Regions from separate parts of the Mus musculus genome. Here region 1 is linked to region 2. The links are chromatin contacts, called in public Hi-C maps. All regions are on one chromosome and are shown on one strand. The core of a region is the stretch at or near the end of the contact, and the rest is flanking DNA. Distances in the headings are between cores, read along the strand shown.

Region 1 (6,846 bases), core at 2,192-4,691, 200 kb after region 2:
CAGAGATGTAGGAAAACTGAGCCTTCCTCAAGGTATCAAAAGGCTGGATTGGAAGCTGGATTGGCCAGTAGATGTTTAATAAATATTAATTCTTTTCCTTGCCTTCCTTCGTGGCCCTGTCATTATGTGTTTTGTGGGACCTAACGTCCTGAGGAGGAAGTGCTTCCCCTGGGTATAACTGATCCTCTGCGCCCTTCCTCCTCAGGATGCAGTCTGTTTCTCTGCGGAGGAAGGACGGGACCTTGAAGGTTAGGAACTTGTGAGGATTATTTATAAATGAAATCCAACGCAAAAATGGGACAGTGACTACTGCATTTCTTTTGAAATACCTCACATTAACAATTCTATTTTCGATCTTATTTCTTGACCCTTCGCCTGACAGAAGGTTCGCTCTGAATGAGATGAGTCAGCGGGCTCAGAGAGCAGTTAGTGGACACACTGCCTCTGGCTAGGGGAAAATGCAGGAAGATCTCGCTACGTTGAAAGGCTGGGTTGGCCGGGGTCTTATCCTGCACCTCTGAGTCACTAAGGGGAAGACATGGAGAGATGTGTGTGTGTGTGGTGGGGGTGGGAAGAGCAGGAGCAGGGGATTTCCCACAGGAGGGCCAAGCGCCCAGAGCTAGGTTCTTGCTGAGAACTGCGCATGTCACAGCCTGCCCTGCCGCCTCTGCTGCTGCCTGGCGTCAAGAGACCCCAGATTGTCTGCCAGGACACCCACAAGGCCTCTTCTCTTGCTTATGGAGAAATCCCTTCAGTATTTCTAGTCACGTGAAAGATCTGGCCCTTTCTGGGGCATCCCAAGGCCATTTTCTACCAAGGCAGCCGCATGGGCATCCAAAACTGGACAAGAAGATCCAAGCTAGTGATTGAGAGGAACCCATCTTGTATGACGCAACGAAGGGGACATGGTTCTAGAAAATCTCCCTCTCCTCCCTCTCCCTCTCCCTCTCCCTCTCCCTCTCCCTCTCCCTCTCCCTCTCCCTCTCCTCCCTCTCCCTCTCCCTCTCCCTCTCCCTCTCCCTCTCCCTCTCCCTCTCCCTCTCCCTCTCCCTCTCCCTCCCCCTTCTCCCCCCCATTTAAAAAATGCCTCCCCCCCACCTTTTTAAAAGACGGGGTCTCACTCTGTATCCTTGGCTGACCTGGAACTCACAGAGATGCCCTGCCTTTCAAATGCTGGAATTAAAGTCGGGCCTCACCACTCCCACTGAGGACCACAGACTCTTCTTTCCTGCCTATGCATTCCAAGCGCGCTCTTCCAGCTCTGTTTTTCGGTGCAGAAAGAGATAAGAGTACGAATCACTATGTTCCCCCCCCCCCCACACACACACACACTGCGTGACGTTCCTCTTTCACAAATACCACTTTAAATAATCTTAAAAGACAGCTGCACTCTGGAAGCCATGACTAGGCAAAAAACTAGACACAGTCACCAAGGTTCTAAATTAATGTGAGACGTCAAAGACAATTTCATGGACACTCGAACTTAGATTATTAGACCCCCGAGGAATCCCCTGTGGAGTTTTAGTCAGCTTGGGTTGAGGAAACCAGAATATTATCAATAAAGGGCAACCTGGTAAGATCTTATTGTATGGATGAAAGTACCAGTGATTTTTCAGGAGCAATCAAGACCCGAGGCCTGCAAAACTCTACCTGGGACTCAACCCACCATCCACCAATGTAGTCCATCTCAGCAGCGAGGCTGCTGTGCAAACAAAGACATTCCACATGTGGGATTAGAGAAATCTTCTTCCACAGACAATGTCTAAGGCTATCAACTCTTTTACTGTACCACTATATGAACTGCTGAACACTTCCTTAATATTCTTCTCCATTCTCTCAGTATGAAAATCGTGAGTTTCTCAATACCAGGCTTGGCACACCAGAGGGCTCTGAGCCAACCCTGGCTGTCTTTTCTCTCTGCTTAGTTTTCACCCCACAGGGCTTCTTCTCCCTTCCTGTTAGCTCAAGTTTGTCACGGATCATATTCCCGTAAATTCCCCTCAGAGTAACTCTGCTGTTCTGAGCTTCCAGTGGAAACCAAACTGTGCGCGGCTGAGCAAAGCCTGTCTCCCTGGGACAGACCCACACTCTCCAAAATGGTGAAGGACCAAATTCCGAGGGCAAGAAGATGCCCATGAGGTTTAGGCCGGCTAGTCATGGTTGTTTCTCACTGGCAGAGTGTGGGCCACGTGGAAGGAGAGTTGATCATGTTCTATCAGAAACCTGAAGGACTCACAAAAGAATAAGCTCATTTTGTCAGTAAACTTGCACTGTGTTTGAAACGGGCAGGGGTACACTCTTAGAAATGCCACAGAGAGAAATGGCACCTGTTGGTGACAAATTCCCAGCCAGCAGGTCACCGCTGATCTCTTCTTGAGTTCTCATGTGGGGAACCCAGTGTGCTAAGCCTGACTTCAGAAGGCTCTTAGTGTCTTTGTGAAGGGGTGGTTTGGGGGCCTTCCTGTAAGAGTCTGACTCCCTCACCGCCTAGTGAAAAACTACTCAGAGCTTCTCAGACCCATGCTACAGTTACCCAAAATGGGGCATTTAGCACTTGCTGACTGGAAAACCTGAGAAAGAGAGGAGAGCATACCAAGTGATGCCTAGAGCCCTTCTAGCAAGGCCAAAGTTCAGACCACGACAGCTGGAAGGCCCACCGACCACGTTTATAGCTGGGCCCACGCAGACTCTCCTAGTGCCTCTCCCACAGTTTTCTCCACATCTTCTGGGTCTGCATCAGTTCCCCTTGATGTGGAGGGCTGCTTTGTTTTTTGGCAGTCACAGTGAATATCTTCCTGCCCAGCCCACTGCAGGAATTTAATTCCCCTGGTTTTTGCTAAGGGCTTAGCATTTGACAGCTCTGCACCATATTTTCTCTCCTTTCAAACAGTCTCTTTAAAGTGTGCTCAAAAACAGGAAACCACACATCTCCACCCCAGCACAAGCCGCCATCCACAGCACAGTCAGTATCAGAGGTAGGGTTTTCCTTTTCCTGAGCGCAGCCAAATTCCAGCTCCTGCCTAGCAAGGAAACCACCCAGTGCTGCCCCCCACTCCGCCCCCATTCCAGGTATCCCCAGAGCCCTTCTCTAGAACATTCTGGTAGCAGGGTACTCTCTCCTACCTCCTTCAGCTTGTCTCCCCTTCTCAGGGCTGACTTCCCCTTTTCTGCTCCAGCAATCTCTTTAGCACTTTCTTATCATGAAGTTCGGTTTAAAGAACCGCCCTTCCTAAGAACAGCAACAGCTCCTCTGGCAAGGGCAGTAGGGTGGTTCTGAGATTTCCTACAGGACTCTGCGCCCACCTGCAGCCTCCCCACCTCAGGCATTCAACTTACATTCCAGGCTCCAGTCGGCCCTGTGTCTCTGGAGGTTACCTCTGTCTCTCAACTCTGACTGAGGACTGGCAGAACAGGAAGGAAGTTGAGAGAGAGAGAGAGAGAGAGAGAGAGAGAGAGAGAGAGAGAGAGAGAGAAGAGGAAAAAATGTTTTAAACCTACTTGACAAGGAAACCCTGGGCTGTCTCGATATCCTGCTCTGCCTATCTTCCGATCAGCCGTCTGAGCAGCATTCTTGACAATTAATGACACATGTGGAGCAAACCAGCCCATGTGACATAGATGCATGAGTGTGCATGCTGGGGGAGGGTCCCTGTAGCTGTGTGTGCTTTCAATGACTGGGTGTGCGTGTCTAAAAGCCATAATCTCGGGGAGAGACATAGGGCCCCTAAACAGAAGTAATAGGCTTTATTGTGTACTACAAACTTCTGCTCCTCTAAGGCTCCTGTCAGCTTTCTTTTATTTATAATTCATTTATTTATAGTAAGACAACTTGCTGGTAGGAAATGAGGAGTAGAAATTATGAATGTTAAATGTATATACTGGGTGCTCAATTTAAATAATTTGTCTTCAGACAGAGGGTTTTTTTTTTGAGCTTTATTTATTGGTCCTCATTTGAAGATGTTGCTGTGTATTATTGCACCACAAGCCTTCAAACGAAATAAACAAAAGTAAAAACAAAAGCAAGAACAAACACTGTTGGTTATATCTAGGAATGTAGATTGTAAATGCAGCTTCATTAATTCCTCATCTAACGCAGAAATCTGTGACAATCACATGGATGCTAAAATTGACTTTGCAGCTATTTGAGGAGTGGCTTGTGAATAAATTTAAATGAGAACAAGCTGCCAACACTGTGTGCAGTCCCGTTGGAGACAGGGCTGCGGTGTCTGCGTTTCGATGCTTTCTCTAACTTGCTCCTAAGCTGCGGTCAACAAGGCATGCTCGTTTATACTAACATTTCAATAATCAGTATTTGTATTAATATGCGTAGTGACTGCTACCTCAACCAAGGCACTTGGGGAAAATGGCACTTTTCCTCTCTTCATCCAAATAGGCTGCATGCTCTTCAGTTATTTTGAACGTCGCTGTGAGTTGTGTCTGGTGCTGAGATGTATTCAAATGCTAAGTACTGGCCACCAAGATCTGGTTGTCCCCCAACATCTTCAGTAGACCAAGTGATGCTATGTAAATCTCATTCCCCAATTGAAAACTATTGGCTAGATAAAAGTGGTTACAGCCAATTACCAGGTAGAATAGAGGCAAGTGGGTTTTCAGTTACCAGGATGAGGGTCGCAGGTAGGGACCATGGGAAAAAAGAGAGAAGGAGAGGAAGAAGAGAGGACGAGGAAGGAGAAAGGAAAGAAAGAAAACAGGAGGTCTCCATTAGACATGATGAACCAGGAGTATGTGGCCGTGAAATGCCCCGCCCACCAGGATAGACTGATGGAGCAGAAATAACCTGGGATGTGTGTGGGGGGCGATGGGGGAAGACTCAAACATCAACTACTTGTGGAATCACAGTTTGGAAAGTAGATAGTCCAGTGTATAGAAAAATAGATTAGATGTGACCCCACCCACCCACCCAATAATTGTGCTAAGCTGATTAAATAAACTCATAGGACTTTGCCTTGATTATTTGGGGGCTGTCTGAGTCATATTAATAGACAATAGAATTTAATAAAATTAATTGAGAGACTACATTATGCCCTTAGAGTAAGGAGAACTGGAGTGATCCTGAGACTGGCAGTCATATGGTCAGACATGGGCTTCTGACCTAGGGAACATATAAGAAGGAAATGAGGGAGCATTGTGGGCTGTGTGCTGGACAATTTTATGTCAACTTAACACAAGCTATAGTCAGCTGAGAGGAAGGAACCTCACTTGAGAAAAATACCTCTACTTGATAAGAAGGGCCCAGCCCATTGTGGGTGGGGCCACCCCTGGGTTGGTGGTTCTGGGTTCTATAAGAAAGCAGGCTGAGCAAGCCATGAGAATCCAGACAGTAAGCCACACCCTCCAAGGCCTCTGTACCTCTTTCTGACCTGGATCTTGACATGGAGCTCTTGAGGCATAGAGGCCCAGGCAAGGTAGTACATGCCTTTAATCCCAGGAGACTGAGGCAAACAGATCTCTGAGTTCAAGACCAGCCTGGGACAAAGCAAGTTCCAGATCCAGGCATGGTGGCACACACCTTTAATCTGGGCCACAGCTTCTGTTGGAGGCCTACCTAAGGACAGCGGAAGAAGGAAGACTCACTCTTCTTTGCCTGCTTGCACTTGCCAGCTCATCTGTTGGTACCTACTTCTTGAGGATTCCAGCTTATGCAGAAAGCCAGCTGAAACAACTAGCCTCGTGGGATTGAGCAACTACTAGATTTTTGGACTTCCCACTCATAGCTGTCCATTGTTGGGATAGTTCGACTGCAGACTGTAAGTCATTCCAATAAATCCACTTAATATATAGAAACTTTCCATAAGTCCTGTTACTCTGGAGATCCTTGACTAATACACGTCCCAAGTTATTTTGGTCATGATGTTTCATCACAGCAATAGCAACCCTAACTAAGACAGGGTACAAGTCTGAAAACCAGCACGCAGGTGGCTGAGGCAGATCCGAGGTCGGCCAGGGCCACATGGCTATATAGTAAAGCCCTCTCATTAGTGACAGACAAAGAAACAAACAAACAAACAAGCAAAGAAACAGAAAACAGTGCATAATTACACTTAACAAAGTTAATAAAACCGCAAAACAGAGCTATTGTATAAACTGCAAGATAATATGTAGGTAGTTTAAATACAGTGGTCAGTTGTGCTCTAAATAAAAAGGCCCTCTAATTGGAGTTAAGGTCTGCTCAACAGGAGGAGACTAGGCTGCTACTGGAACCCTAGCTAACAACCCAGTGCTAAGAAGTCGTGGTTATAGGTGGAGAATCTACAAACACCACTTGACTAAAAGAGCATAATTCCTGACAGCCATCTGTAAACATTTGCACGTAGTACACCCACAGATAAACGGAGTCCTCACCCGTCATCAAGCAAACTTCTCCTTGCAACAGACAGAGATCACTACAGAAAACCACAGCCCATCAAAATGCAGAGCTGTGGAGCTCAGTCCCGGTGAACACATCTACACAACACCCCCACATCTACGGCTCAGAGGACGCTGCAGAAGAGGCTGTGGAATGATTATAAAAGCCAGGAGGCCTAGTAACCTCAGAACCTGCACCCGTAAAGCCTCACAAATATGACTGCCTGAACGGCAGCCTACCAAGAACACCATCAATGGATGTGCTGAAGTGGACTGGGAAAGGCCCACAAGGCCTCACTCAGCCCCACACAAAGAACTACAGGCAACCAAGGAGAGCTGGAAGCAGGAGAGGTGCTCTTCCCAGAGAACAGCACACTGATTGTCCAGTGTCGAAACAGTTCTGAAAACACAATGCAAGTAACATACGACCGAGCTGTCCATATTTAGGAATATATGTATGCATAACTCCAGCTTTCTGCC
Region 2 (7,306 bases), core at 3,072-5,571:
AATATTTACTGCCTATATATATAGTTATAGTTATATATATATATATATATATATAGTTACATAGAGTTGTTTATGATTTTCTCAGTTTTATTATTGTATCATTTTCTTTTATTACATGAATTTGAATCTCTGTGGGTATGAGTATGTGTGTAGTGTTCTGTGTGTGAGTGTATGCGTTGAGTGTGTGGATGTGTGAGTGTGTGGTGAGTCTCATGTGTGCATGCATACACCACAGAGTACTTCTGGAGATCAGAAGACCACCTTGGCTCCCGATCCTCACCTTCCACTGGTTTGAGGCAGGAGCTTGCTCTGCTGTGCTTTCCAGGTTAGATGGCCTGCGAGTATCTGGCACTTCTCATGTCTCCCATCTCGGTAAAAATGCTGGGATTGCAGATGTGCACAACCGTCCCTGGCTTTACCTGGTTCTAGGAATCTGAGCTCAACGCCTCAAACCTGCACAACTGCTGTTGCCCACTGAGCCATCTCCCGAGCCCCTTACAGGAATCTGTTTATGAATTATAACAACAAACACTATCTCCCTCTGTGTTGCAAGCCCTTTCTTCTGTGTCACCATCTCCTTACTGTTGTTGTAGGGAAAGTTTTAACTGTATCCAGGCTCATTTTTTAATTCTATGGCCTTTGTCTTCATCTTAACTCAGAACTTGTCCTTGTGTTCATTTCTTCTGCATTTTAGAGCTTGTTTTTTTACATCTAGGGCTTTAACTCTTAAAGCTCCACACAGAGTGGGCTGTATCCTATTGTATTAGTAACTTTAATTTCATTTTGGATGGAAAGCCGACCGTTCTGACGTCATTCCCTAGATGGCTTGCAAGTCCATCCCGTCACATCTGCACTCTTTCTTGCTGACCTACTTGTCTGTTCCTGAATTTATCTCCACTTTGTTGTCATTAGATCAACCCTGACTTACAGTCTGAAGATCATTTGCCATTCGCCTATTTAGTGTCCCCTAAATAGGATGCTCAACTTTCTTCCTCTGCTTCTATCTAACTCTGAGTTTTCCTTTATTAAATATGTGTAAATTAGCTCACCCCTGACCAGCTTTGGTGACCCTAAACAAAGGCAGGAGGGATGAATACCAAGACATCAGAGGCTGCCGGGCCATGATGTCTGTGGCCTTGGAGACTTTTGGGGCTCAACAGAGCTGTCATTTATCCTGGCTCAGGGAACATCATAAATCAATCCCTGTTTTTCATGCATCAGTAGTTGGAGTAGAAAACCGCATAGCATATGCCTAGTCTTTTGTATCAGGTCTCCTTATCACGACTGGCCATTAGGAATCCTCTGTCTCCAGGCATAGAGACAACCAGATCTATCTCCTATTTCCCCCATGGAAAGTTGATCGGCCTTAGTTTCTGAAAGATTAAATGGTCATGCTGTAGACCTGTTGTCCCCTGTATTCTGAGAAACATAGCTTTAGGACATGAACTCTGCCTTCAGAGCAAAGAAACCAGTCTTCCCCCTCACCAGAGAAAACATGCTATGGGCTGGGGGCACATGAGAAAGAATAGTCACACACTCTTACCAAAGTGTGTGACACACACAGATAATTGACACTTGACTTGGGGCATCCTGATAACACACCGAGAAAGAATATTCTGTGTTTAGTGCGCACAGGCAGAAGCTGGGATGCTTATAGAGTCATTGAATATTTAATAAGTCCTATGTCTCCAGCCAGCACAAGCTATGCCCAAGTCAGGCAGGAAAACCATGGCTCTGGTGCTCACCCGCCTGGATCTCTGCTCCCCCTACTCGCTACCTGCCAGATGGAGTCTGTCGCCCTTTCCTCGGGCTCTGGATACTTGGAACAGGTGATTTCTTTGGAGTTATTGGTTTAGTTTGTTTGTCTGGGACAGAGTCTTACTGTGTAGTGCAAGCTGGCCATAAACTCACATTCTCTCGCCTCAGTCTGGGATTACAGGCACGGGTCACCACATCTGGTGGCACGGGCGGTTTCTAAGCTTCTCCTAGGCTCCACACTATACTGTATGATGAATCTTCAATCTTTCACAATATACCAGTAGATCTCTGAAGATAGCTAGTTAGACACTGCTCATAACGTGGCTAGCTGGACACAAGGCATGTTTGCAGTCTTCCCAACACTCAGCAGAACTAGCCTGAGCACACAGACTCACAGGGGCAGAGGCCAGAGCTTCGATCTGAATCCTGTGCCTCAATGCCAGGGTTCTGATCTACACATATCGGCTTCTGCTTTTGACCCCGCTTTTGAAGTAGAGTGCCTTCTAGATCCCAGGTCTGCCTTTTTCATCAAGCACCGCCAATGGACACCAGGCTTGTCCCCTTCTCCCGTCCCCATCTGGAGGGCAAGCCTGTGGGAAGGAGGTACCTCAGCACGAGGAGGGCAATCAGCAGCAGAACTACCAGGATCCCCGTGAGCGTGAAGACGGCAATCATCAGGATTTGAGGGCCTGTGCAGAGAAGGAAGGGGTGTGCATTAGCGGGGCCACAGCACAAATGCGTCCCAGAGCCCCGCCTGGTGAAATGAAGCCCGAGGACAGGAGAGGGAAGAGCCCTTTTGAAAAACATTTTTTGATTAATCTTTTATTGGTGCTATGCATCCAGCATCTGCAGGCTCTGCTCCTCCCCTCCCCTCCCCTCCCCTCCCCTCCCCTCCCCTCCCCTCCCCTCCCCTCCCCTCCCCTCTCTCCTCTTCCTAAGTAGCTCAGAGTTGCCCTAAAACTTATGATCCCCCTGTGTGCTAGAATTATAGGTACATGCCACTAGGCACAGCCATGTAGCTCCTTATTTCTAACCAAAACCACTACTGTCATAGGAACATTAAGTGGTTTCCAACACATAATTTGAAGGGAGATAAGCCTACATGATATTCTCTAGATCTGTGTGTCTAAAGAGGTTCTATGCAGAAAGAAAGAGATGGCTATGTTTAAATGCTGGATGCATACTGTAAGAAAGCCAATTAGAATATTAAACCACAGTGCTGTATACTATTCCTCTCCAAGATTTCTATTATTGAGGGAAAGCAATAACTTGACTGTGTTAGAGTGAATGAATCTTGTGTGTGTGTGTGTGTGTGTGTGTGTGTGCGCGCGCGCATAGTTTGAGTAGAAGTCTTCCATTCACAGATTTTCAGAACAACAAGTGGAGTTCAGGAAAATGGGAGTGTAATCCGAGGAAACACTGGAGGGACGTCCAAGGACGTAAGGGACAAGTTCAGTGTCAGAAGCCACAGCAGTAAAAACCCTCGCAGGCTCATTCTGGCTCACGTGTGTGCAGAGCTTCCCCACCTGGCAGGAAGTAAGTACGCTCCATGAAAGGATGACTCAAAGTGAGAAGCAAAATGTGTAAGGAGCTGGAAGACAAAGGGATATGGTAAAAAGGACAAGGAGAGAGGAGAGAGTTGCATGAGAGAGGGGAGGGGAGGGAGGGAGGGAGGGGAGGGAGGGAGAGAGAGAGAGAGAGAGAGAGAGAGAGAGAGAGAGAGAGAGAGAGAGAGAGAGCACGCGCAAACAAATGCTCAAATAGGGAAAGTGTTCAAATTTTTTTTTTTTTTTAAAGACTGGAGGTCACTTCCAAGTACTTAATGAAATTACTCCAAGAAAAGATGAACAGATTTCTCATTAAAGTTCCACTCCCTCCCCCTCCACCCCCAGGAGTCTCTAACACAGCATGGGGGGACACTCAAGACCCTTGAAGGCACAGCTCGGTTGTCTACCAGCCAGCCTGTACCCACCATGAGTAAATTATTGATTTTTAAATGGCTGAAAGCTTTGAATAAAAGTTTGATCCTCTTTATTTTACCGAGACAAGAAAAAGATGCCCCAATATGAAAATATACTAAGACCCTCCTCTACTGTAAACTTATCACACATCTTGTAATGTTTTTGTTTAATCATACTGTATCCTAAACTTTTCTCATGTTCTCTCTCTCTCTTCCTTCTTCCTCCCCCACCCGCTGACCCTCTGTTGCCCCCAGTCCCTCGCCCCGCCACGCCCCATCCCTCCCCTGCTCCGTCCCAAGCAGAAGCTTAGCATGCGATAAAACTGTAGCACATTTCCATGAGGGCTGCTTGGCAAGCTTTGCCCTGGGGTTGCCTGTCACCTGGCTTTCTAAGTGACTTTGTTTCGCCTCTCACCTAGGCAGGAAAGTGCTCCCACCTCAGGGCTCATGCCATCATGACATCGTGACGTCATGTCATGACCATCATGAGACTGTCATGAAGTCATGTCGTGACCACATTTCTTTTGATGGATACAGTACTTCCACCATGCCTACCACCATCACACACTGCCACCGTAACACACCCCTAGCCCCAGACAAAGAGGAAGTCTGTAGAAAAAATACAACTCCACACTGTGGCATCATACACCCCCATGCCAGAGCATGAGTCTGAGCCACTCAGGTCATTTCAGTCCCTACCTGCCTACATAATGAGCACCCCCTGTGCTAGACATAATGACCATAATTAGATATTTAAACATGCTATTTAAATGAAATCAGTTCATTGTTGTTTAGACAGGGTCATACTCAGTAGTCCAGGCTGGCCTGGATCTCATTTTGTGGCCGAGGATTGCCTCAACTCATGGTAATATTCCCTTCGGTATTCCCAACACTGTGATTACAGATGTGAGCCACCTGGCTAAATGCAGTTGTTTAAAATTCAACCGCATTTTCATTTTGCTTCTCTGTTAAGTCAGGTTCAGGCTACTTCTAAGGCAAACCATCTGTGCCCTCTAGTGGCTATTCTGGTTGTTGCATTCTGCCGGCTTCTCAAAGAATGTACAGTGAACAGCAGGGTGATTTCTAAGTCCTAGGACAGTAGGGCTGGAGGGAACTCGGTAAACAGGCTGCTTTGCTAGAGGAGAAAGCTTTTAGTTGTAATCAAAGCAAACTGACTCATGTTAACGCAATTGTCTTTGGCTATGCTACCCTGGACCTGCCTTTTCATCTAAATTAATGGTTTTAGTGCTGGGTCCAGTGTGTGTGTGTGTGTGTGTGTGTGTTTGTGTGTGTGTGTGTGTGTAATTAATATAATATAATATATCACTATATTATATTTAATAATATTATATAACATTATATATTCTTATGATATTAATGTTACAATATATATTGTAGATTATATAGAATAAATTACATATTGAATGTATTGAATATATTGAATAATTGAATACATAATTATTCAATTATTCCAGTGCAGTATGCTTCAGCAACAGGTATCAGTGACTATTAGACCCCAATCTTGTACAGTATGTTGTAAAAAGACACATGAACAAGCAAATGTGGCGTGAGTACCGTGCAGGCGTCACACAGGGCTAGACAGATCCTTTCCTGAGGTGCTGAGCAAAGCTGAGGAGAGGTGAGATCCAGCAAATATTCCTTGCTTAAAACATTGAGTCTGTAGCAGTAACAGGATAAAGTACACATTTTTATGTCTATTCAATTTTGCTGATTTTCTGACTTTGTTTTCTAGGGGGTCCCGCTTATATGGAAACCATCTTCAAGACAGGGTTCGAATGTGGATGGGTCTAACCAGAACTCACTGGGCTTGTAAAACCCAGCCACAAACCTGGAGAGTCTAGGCAAGATGAGAAGAAAAGATAAACAAGCTAACTGCCTACAGCTTGCGCGGAAACCACATCGAGAGAAGGAAACTCAGCAAGAACGGCTTACCCAGCCCAGGAACGTCATTGGGGAGCTTGTGGTTCTTCCAGATGAAGTTGGGGTTCTCAGCCACCGGAATAGTTTTGTTTTTGTGGGTGTCATACTTCATAAGAACCTTGTACTGTGTTGGAGCCATAAACAAAGGCAAAAAGAAAAGAAAATCATGAGAACATTTTAGAGCAATGTGTGATGAGGCTGACTGTGTGTGTGTGTGTGGCTTTGGGGACGTGATCTCGATCTCTTAATCCTCCTGCCTCAGCTTCCCAAATTTTGGGATTACAGATATGAGCCATCATTACCAGTTGTTAATTAAGCCTCTATGAATAAAGCCTTCACGTGACGTTATCTGCTAATGGAAACATTATTACAGGCTATCTTTGAATTAGTGCTCTAGGTATTGACAATGCTGTGTGCAATATGTTTGAAACAGGGCTACCTTCTACAGTCACTATCCTTCCCTCAAAATATTCTCCATGGGAAATTTACATTTAGAGACTTGAGTCTGAAGGATAGAACCTATAGTTGCATATATAGAAGGTCAAAATTAGCCTGTATGCTAGGGTGTGGCTTATCAACTCTCTATTGATACCTACCCTGAGTATAGACTAGTATTCTGATAGCTCCATGTTTTGAGAGCTAATTGCTAGGTTCTCCCCAATACACACACTATGTACTGAGGTTGGAAGCAGTCAAATGCTGAGAAGTTTGACCAAATTTGTTTTGGGAGACCTGTGTAGGGAACAGTGGAAGTGTGGTGAGGAAAGGTCTCTCACACACGTCTTTGTGTCTCTTCCGAGGACAGTAGGGTCTTCATCTCTTTGGATGAGCATGTGGGTCTCTTTGTGTGGTTCCTGTTAGTAACTGAAGCATTTGGGGGATATGACACAAAAATTTTCCATGGCATGTGTATCAACTTTATATTCCTCTTAAAGTTTCTCCCTCCCTCCCTCCCTCCCTCCCTCCCTCCCTCCCTCCCTCCCTCCCTCCCTCCCTCCCTTCCTTCCTTCCTTCCTTCCTTCCTTCTTTCCTTCTCTCCCTGCCTTCCCTCCCTCCCTTCTCTTTTTCCCTCTTCCTTCCTTTCTTTCTTTTTTCTTTTTTTCTTTCTGTGTCTCTGCCTCTTTGCCTGTCTCTCTCTCCCTCTCTCCTTCCCTCCCTCCCTCTCTCCCTCCTTCCCTCCCTCCCTCTCTCCCTCCTTCCCTCCCTCCCTCTCTTTCTCTCTCTCCCCTTCTCTCTCTCTCTCTCTCTTCTTTTTTTCTATTTGGGAGGTGGGTATACATATCATTCATGTGGTGGTCAGGGGACAATTTTCAGGAATCCAATCTCTCCTTCTACCACGTGAGTCTTGGGGATCAAACTCAGGCTGTCTGTTTTAGAGTTGAGCACCCTTACCCACTGAGCCATCTCACTGGCCCCCAAATATAGTATTTCATTAAAGGTCCAATATAGTAACAAAAACTATAGATTCTGAAATGCTGTCTCAAATTTCTGGTGTCACTTTCTCAGGATGGGCATCTTTTCTGTAATTTTTTACATTTGCCATTGTAGATGTCTCTCAAAAGGCAGTGTCAATATATATAGACCTATGCATATATTATGACTTATTTATATTAATTATGTGTATGTATGTTATGATTTAAGCTTGCC

What was found. Hi-C and Micro-C count contacts between places; a contact is called where the count stands out from the background.
Region 1: a contact with region 2 is called in a Hi-C map of DN3 thymocytes, with 5 times the contacts expected there. The contact joins the promoter of Arhgdib here to the enhancer-like site in region 2. A contact is called at or near these places in 3 of 39 promoter capture datasets (embryonic stem cells, hematopoietic stem and progenitor cells and pre-B cells), 1 of 484 Hi-C or Micro-C datasets (DN3 thymocytes), 2 of 115 datasets of contacts at active chromatin or transcription factors (memory CD8 T cells and regulatory T cell precursor) and 1 of 9 other capture datasets (liver).

The regions. Positions count from the first base shown.
Region 1 is chr6:136,938,315-136,945,160 of GRCm38.p6, forward strand. Arhgdib (Rho, GDP dissociation inhibitor (GDI) beta) reads right to left here and starts at 3,442. Exons shown (of 6, transcript NM_007486.5): 1 at 3,337-3,442.
Region 2 is chr6:136,738,245-136,745,550 of GRCm38.p6, forward strand. It overlaps Gucy2c (guanylate cyclase 2c), which reads right to left. Exons shown (of 27, transcript NM_001127318.1): 10 at 5,672-5,783; 11 at 2,366-2,447. Among named protein-coding and RNA genes, the nearest start is that of Gucy2c, 40 kb to the right of the region's middle. Within about 2 kb of position 4,322, at least 61 of the 459 cell types and tissues checked have an H3K27ac peak or open chromatin away from gene starts, as enhancers often do. A contact at or near this core is called in DN3 thymocytes, hematopoietic stem and progenitor cells, memory CD8 T cells and 1 more, where this site is marked.